Linked DNA regions of Mus musculus: region 2 is linked to region 1. A link is a contact called in public HiChIP or PLAC-seq data. All regions are on one chromosome and are shown on one strand. The core of a region is the stretch at or near the end of the contact, and the rest is flanking DNA. Distances in the headings are between cores, read along the strand shown.

Region 1 (3,532 bases), core at 289-2,788:
CAACCAGGAGGTGGACACGGCAAGCCAGGACTCACCACCCTCGAGACCCTGTCTGAGAGGGATAGGCATGTACCCTGTTCAGCAGGGCAGTATTGTAAGTAGCACAAAGGATCCCCCAACACAGCAGGATTCATTGTGAAGTTTTTGCCTCAGTTTTCCAATCTGTAAAATGGCTCTAGAAGCAAAATTGTTTCAGGAGGAAGGAACATAGTCCCTCAATACTGGTCATGTGGAAAGCATCTGCTTCTGTGTGGCAGGCTCCCCAAGGTCGCTGTGTGGGGGAGGGGTGGTGTGGGCAGAGATGGCCGGTCCCAGAACCAGGGCCAGGAGACAGACTTCTTATTTTATGTCTGTAGTAGGTGGGAGTCGTGCTGGCTAGGGGTGACATTGGGCAGGCAGAAGACCTGAATGTGGCAGTTGATGGAGCCAAAGTGCTAATTCCACTGTGTCACATGCCCAGCTGGAAGAGCCAATCTCTGTCAGTGGCCAGGGCTCAGGAAGCCTTGAGTGGCAAGCCTGGGTTAGGTGCGTGGAGGTGTGGCCAGGTCCACCAGATCTGGGGATAGAGTGGACCTGTGGGTGGGGTGCCTATCCCAACAGGTGGCTTCAGAGATGCTTGAGAAGTGTCCCTCCATCTAGAAACTATGGGTGATAGTGACAGTTGTCCTGTCATGCTGGGTCTGTTCTAGCCCAAGTCACAAATGCAGACGTGGGTGACACTAGGGCCTTGGAGGATGAAGCCTCCAGGAAAACATACTGTGGATTGTCCCCATCAAAGGCACACCACAAGTTAATAACAAAACCGCATGTTCTGGTGTGCAACTGTCATGAGCTGTCAAATTAATGATAAGACCTCTAGCTGCCATTAATTAAGTGCCACAGGCCACGACGTGTGGTTCTGAGCACTTGACTTATACTAATCCATGGGCTCATGCCTCTACTTTACAGATTGGGAAACTGAGGCACAAATAGCTTAGGTAAGTTGCTGAAGCCCCCTTCGGCTAACACTTGAAAATTTCCCTCCAGAGAGCCTCAGTGAGTCACCGGCCACTAAGTACCCAAACAGACGTCAGCTAGTGTCCATACCAGACTGGTCACTAATGTCACCTTGCCACTTCCAGCCTGCCGGACATCCTGTGGGGTGTGCCATTTACATGAAGCTCCGCCGGCCGGCAAGACCCCAAAGTCTACATTCTCGTTTCCATTTCAGAGATAAGGAACCTGAGGCTCCCAGAGACGGAGCCAGGGATTCTTGGGTCACACCCATTCCAGAAAGAGACCACAGAAGCCAGGACTGGGTAGGGTCAGGGTGGCCTGTGGCAAAGGTCTCAATAAATGGGGCGCAACTGTGGTGTGTGGGGGAACATTCTGTGCCTGGCCAGAAAACCTGTCCCCAGGGAGGGCAGGGGCAGCCTGAGCTTCCCAGGGTTGTCCTGCCCGAGGCTCAATTCCAGGTGACTGTGGCCTCAGTTCCTTCAGGACCACAGCCTGGCCCTTGTTTTGCTCAGAAAGCCCACACATCATCTCACACCGGAAGCTTCACCCTGGCCGGCTCACGTCCTGTTCTCTGAAGAGGGAGGGGGGAAACCTGTAGAGTCTGTCTGTGTGAGTTGTTTTTCAACCAGCTGTCTTTGAAAAGCTTCCTAAGGCAGAGGGAATATTCTAGAGGGAAGAGGCCTGTGAGGTGAAGGTGGAGGGAAGATGGAGATATACTAAGCACAGCTCTGGGACAAGAGAAAGCCCTGGGGACTGGCCCCAAAGTCATTTGGATCCACATTCTAGAACCTGCGACATCAGCCTGCCATTCACTCACTTTCCCGAGCTAGGCTGGGAGACAAACTTAAATGGGGAGTCTGGGTCCCCAATGCCAGTTACAACCAGCTGTGATAAAGTGTCTTCTAGAGTCTGCAGACCTAACTGTGGTAGTTTGTACACAGTTTTGGTGAGAATATTTACACCACAGAAATTAGTAGACATTGCAACTCATCTCTTTCTTTCTCTCTCTCTCCCTCCTCCTCTCTCTCTCTCTCTCTCTCTCTCTCTCTCCTCTCTCTTTGTCTCCCCCTCCTCTCTCTCCCTCCTCTCTCTCTCTCTCCCCCCATCTCTGTCTTTCTCTGTCTCCCCCCTCCCCTCTGTCTCTGTCTCTCTGTCTCTGTCTCTCTCATTTCTCTTAATAGCTGTGTGATCTTAACCCTGTTACTTTACCTCTCTGTGCCTGTTTTCTTACCTCTATGTTATTAGACAAATACTTATCCAGCTGTTGGAAAAATAAACTCAGAGTATGTCTGAGGCACCTGTACAAACAGGCACTCCACGAATGTTCCCTCCTTCCCTAGAGAACCCCGAAGTCTGTCTCCCTATGCCTGGTGCTTGAGAAGGAGCCTTGTCCTTGTCCCCTGCTGGTGTTTCAGGTGGGGGAGGTCACAGGTGTGTTTCAGAGGCCTTTAGCCCTTTTTATTCATAGTCCCTAAGTCCTCAAGCCAGAGAAAGGTTGGGGACAAGGGATGGAAGAGAGTGGGGGAGCTGGGTGTATTTCCTGGAATCAGAGCAGCAGAGGGTGAGGCAGGTGTGAAAGCAAATCTCATCTGGGCATCAGCATGAGACTCGGGAGACGCTTCCGGGGTGGGTAGCACATGAGCTGGGTAGACTGGGGGAGCCGGGCTGTCCCCTAGAGCAAGGACACACAGCTAGTAAGAGATAGGGCTAGACACGGGCTCCAAGCAGTGGGATGCAGAGAGTATGAGCCCTGGTTTGCAGTGTCAAGTCAGCCAGTTTCCACTTTGTAAATGTCCCTCCTCCTCCTCCTCCTCCTCCTCCTCCTCCTCCTCCTCCTCCTCCTCCTCCTCCTCCATCTTCTTCGATGTCTTTATTCAGCATCTCCTCACTCTCCAGTATCTCCCACCATCTGTGTAGGTGGACCCAGAACAACAACAGGTCCCTCCCTGTCCCGGAGCTCACAGGCAGGTGTATATGCCCACAGAAACCTGGTCCCCTTCCCACAGGATGGTGGGAGGAAGGGCTTGCTGGAAGAGCTGGTAGAAGTGAAAGCCCTGGGGTTGGAGTGAGCAGGGCCGAGAGAGGGGCCCTGGAAGGTTAGGCTGGAAAGCAAAGTCAGAAGTGCTTGAGACAGGGCTGGGCTGCTCTATGAAGCAGGGTGGTTTCAGGTAGATAGAGGAGGAGGAAGAGGAGGGCTCTTAGTTGTCCACTTCAGAGCCATCCAATGAGCTCTCTGCAGGGGGCCAGCGTGTGGACAGCCTCAGCCTCTACCTGATTTTGGAAATGACATCAAGACTCCCTAGTGGGGATTGCTGGTGTCCCAGATGTGTTGGTGTCCCAGATGTGCCCATGTGACACTGGCCACATGGATTCCTCTCGGGCTTTGGAAGTGGACTCATAACTCAGTTCAGGGCTGTATACTGACTCTCCAGACAGAGCTAGGCCTGGGATCTCTGTTGTGTTCTGTCCCTTGAAAAACACTGGCAGGACAAAAGCTAAGATCACCGGGACAACCAAGTCATGGTGGTGCACACGC
Region 2 (3,532 bases), core at 615-3,114, 50 kb after region 1:
CAGGCTGCGTACTGAAGGCCAGCACTTCCCCAACCCTTGGATCTGGTGCCCGCGTCTTCCGAGGGTTATAGCTGAGTCCGGGCCCAGGGTCAGATGTTGGGTCATTCCTGTAGCCCCACTTTCCGGAGACCCGGTTATTAATTTGTTGTAAGATCAGAAAGAGAAATCAGGCGGAGGGACTAGTATGGGGCAGATGCAAACTGGAATCACTCAAGAAATCGAATTTATGCATCGCATCGCAGAGGCTGCCAGTCACGGCCCACAATCGCTCGAGGGCAGAATAGACGACTCGGTCTGGGTCCTACCTGGTGACTAGCGGTGCTCCCTTTCCAGGGGAGCCCCCTGAGGGCCCATGCTCAGGGCCAGGCTTCCTAGATCCCCTCTGGTCCAGAGGCTGTTTCCATGGCGGCCCAAGGCCTAGTGATGGTCAACTCCGAATCATAGGTTCTCAAAAAGTTCCAGTAAGGGACCTTCACTGTCCTTGCTTCCCTGGTGGCTTGAGGCGCTGGCATAAGGCCCAGAGAGGGGCAGAATACAATTCTCCTGGCACTCGTTAGACTCAGGACATACCTAGTACCCCGCTGTTGTACACACAGCGCCTGATTTCGTTTTTTGACAAAATGGAGTGTTCTAAGCTGAGGTCAGAGCCAGGATGAGGTCTTGATGCCTCTGTCGCCATCGGATCCTAAATCGTGTCGCTTCTGGGGCTTGTATTGGTAGTTGCAGACAGATTCACTGTCGCTGGCAACGAAAATGCAGTCGAATTTCCAAAGCAGTGAGAGAAACACATGCATTCGTTCGTTGCTGCCGTCCAAGGAGTGCACGGGGTTGGGGAGAGCACAGCCCTCGGTGACCGGTGACCGTGGACTCTCTAGTTGTGTGTCTGTGCCCCCATGCCAGGCTTAGGAGACGGGACGGGAAAGAGTTGTTGTTAGTGAAGTCCAGGAGTTGCTGGGCCACGGAGCATGAGGAACACAGAGACCCCAGGGCCGATTTCCCACAGGGCACCTGACAGCTCTGTAGGCTCAGCGCTTTAGGGCCAAGAAGACTATGGCCCGGCCCTAGGAGGACCCCTTTCCATCCGTGGGGAGAAAGCAGTCTGAGCGTTAAGACTTCTTTCTGCCACAGACCCTCATCCACTTCCACTAGACGGACGGTGGTTGCATGCGTATGGTGTAGCATGGAATGTTCCAAAAAAGCACACTGTTGTAGGCCCCATTGTAGTTTTCAAAGACCCATGAGCTGCCAAGACAGAGGACAACTCCACGAGGCCTGCGCGATCCTGAAATTAGTTTTGAGTGGACAGGAGCCGTGTGGTTGTCCCCACCCCACTGTTGGTCCCTGTGGCAACCCCTATTCTGTCTGCCTCGAAGGTTGACACAGAAGCCACAGAGACGAGAGCCAAGGCCGCGCGGAGCTGTGGACTCCCTCGTGGGGTGGAAGCTCTAGGGTCAAAATCGTTTGTGGAGTGGAGGGAATGAGAAAACCGTCTTGGGTGTCACCGCGGCAACCAGCTGAGGGTGCAGGTTCCGGGCTGCGGTGGCCAGAGCTGAAGCAGCCAGGCTGCGACTCGAGGGAGGGGAAGCGAGCCGCAGCCAGGAGGCTGGAAACCCGATGTCTGCCCAGGTCGCAGCGGCCGCTCCTGACTCCGGGGACCGCGGCTCCCCGCGCGGCTACCGGGACGCGGGTGTCTAGACCCTCTGGGGCGGAGCCTGGCCCCTGCTTGGCTCGCGCGGGCCCGAGCCACCGGGTCCTCCACGGCGAACCCCGAGCCTGGGGGCTGCGATTGGCTGCGCCCCGCGTCGCTCGCACGGCCCCGCCCCGAGGCCCGGGGTACTAACCCCGCGCGGGCGGCCGCGTCGCCGCCACTTGATTCTCTAGGATCCGGGCTGGGGCCGCGGCCGCCGAGTCCGTGGGGCGGCCGCGCGCGCCGGATGCGGGACTAGCGGGCGCGCGGCCGACCGTCGGGGCGCACCCCCTCCCCCGGCGCCGCCCCTCCCCCCACCCCCCACGCTGGCCGGGCCCCGAGCCGCCGCCTTCCCGCCTCCCGCTTCCCGCGGCTGCGGCCGCCCGCGCCCTGACGGCCGCGGCATGCGTATTCCCGTAGACCCGAGCACCAGCCGCCGCTTCACTCCCCCCTCCACGGCCTTCCCCTGCGGCGGCGGCGGCGGCGGCAAGATGGGCGAGAACAGCGGCGCGCTAAGCGCGCAGGCAACCGCGGGCCCCGGCGGCCGCACCCGGCCCGAAGTGCGCTCGATGGTGGACGTGCTGGCCGACCACGCGGGAGAGCTCGTGCGCACCGACAGCCCCAACTTCCTCTGCTCCGTGCTGCCCTCGCACTGGCGCTGCAACAAGACGCTGCCGGTCGCCTTCAAGGTGAGTGCAGGGGCCCGAGCCGGGAGGACACCGGGGAACCTGGGCGCCCCCATTTGCAGGAGCCCATACCGGGGAGGACTTGGGGAGCACCTAGAAGTAGGACATGAAAGGGGATGTCACCCAGCTGGCAAGACACCGGGGTACCCGGGCGCCCCTACTGCAGGATGCCACTCCCGGAAGGACCCCCGCTGGACTCCAGGCGATCCGCAATAAGAGCCCAGACCCCAGAGAACATGGGAGGTACCGTGGTGGAAGAAAAGGGGGTCACCCGGCTAGCAGGACATAGGGGTGCCTGGTCACCCACGCTGCAGGAGCCCAGGCCCGACAGAACATGAGAGGAACCTGGGTGTCCCCGCTGCCCGAGCCCGGGTCCAGAGAGAAATATGGTTACATCAGTCAGGGAAGGTACCAGGAGGACGTCCAGGAGAACTGGGCGTGGGGAGTTCTTCTGCCGTTCCTATTCCAAGAGTCAGAACCCCAGACCTCCCGTTGGGAACGGTACACCGCGGCCTCTCTGCCGGAGGACACGGACACTTGGGGCGCTCCTTCTCGGTGGCACAGACAGCCTGGAGGAGCCATACCCCGTTCCACCTGGCCTTCACGGGGCCCTGCAGAGTATAGTGGCATGGAAACCGGAGGACTGGGGCTCCCAGATTCTTTGGCACAGTCTAACCGGTAACTGGGATGAGGACCGCCGGAGCTGGGCGAGGACCCGGGAGGTGTGGGGCACAGAGGGCGAGGAGGGCCTGGCCTAGCACCGCGCCTCCTGCTCTGCAGCAGAAACACTTCCTTCCCACACTCTCAACCTCAGCGGCTGAAGTGTTGCACAGGGCGACCGTAGGCCGGTTCTAAAGGGCTGCCTCCGGCATAAGTCTGCATCCCGAAAGATAGGCAGAGACTTGGGGAATGCCTCCATCCTGGTAGCCCCAGAGTCGTTCAGAGAATTTATTTTTCAACGATACCAGGGATAGGCAACTGTTTCGTTTCTCTCTCTCTCTCTCTCTCTCTCTCTCTCTCTCTCTCTCTCTCTCTCTCTCTCTCTCTCTCTTGTAAGGGGGGCAGCCAGATGAAACGAAAACGCCTTGGTTTTCCCCTAAACCTCTCACAGCTGCCGTGAGAAAGGACAGAGTAGGAAGGGCCAGCGGCTGGGAGGTAG

Evidence for each region. HiChIP or PLAC-seq counts read pairs in DNA pulled down with a chosen protein or histone mark.
Region 2: a contact with region 1 is called in a BATF HiChIP or PLAC-seq map of CD8 T cells, with 8 read pairs. The contact joins the promoter of Runx3 here to the enhancer-like site in region 1. A contact is called at or near these places in 3 of 39 promoter capture datasets (embryonic stem cells and trophoblast stem cells), 8 of 484 Hi-C or Micro-C datasets (CD4 T cells, the G1E-ER4 cell line, Th1 cells and 4 more), 4 of 115 datasets of contacts at active chromatin or transcription factors (the 230-238 cell line, CD8 T cells and embryonic stem cells) and 3 of 9 other capture datasets (adipose tissue, liver and pancreatic islet).

Annotation. Positions count from the first base shown.
Region 1 is chr4:135,101,408-135,104,939 of GRCm38.p6, forward strand. No RefSeq gene overlaps it. Among named protein-coding and RNA genes, the nearest start is that of Gm16225, 17 kb to the right of the region's middle. Within about 2 kb of position 1,539, at least 25 of the 459 cell types and tissues checked have an H3K27ac peak or open chromatin away from gene starts, as enhancers often do. A contact at or near this core is called in CD8 T cells and Th1 cells, where this site is marked.
Region 2 is chr4:135,150,681-135,154,212 of GRCm38.p6, forward strand. Runx3 (runt related transcription factor 3) reads left to right here and starts at 1,865. Exons shown (of 5, transcript NM_001369050.1): 1 at 1,865-2,376. The coding sequence starts at 2,092.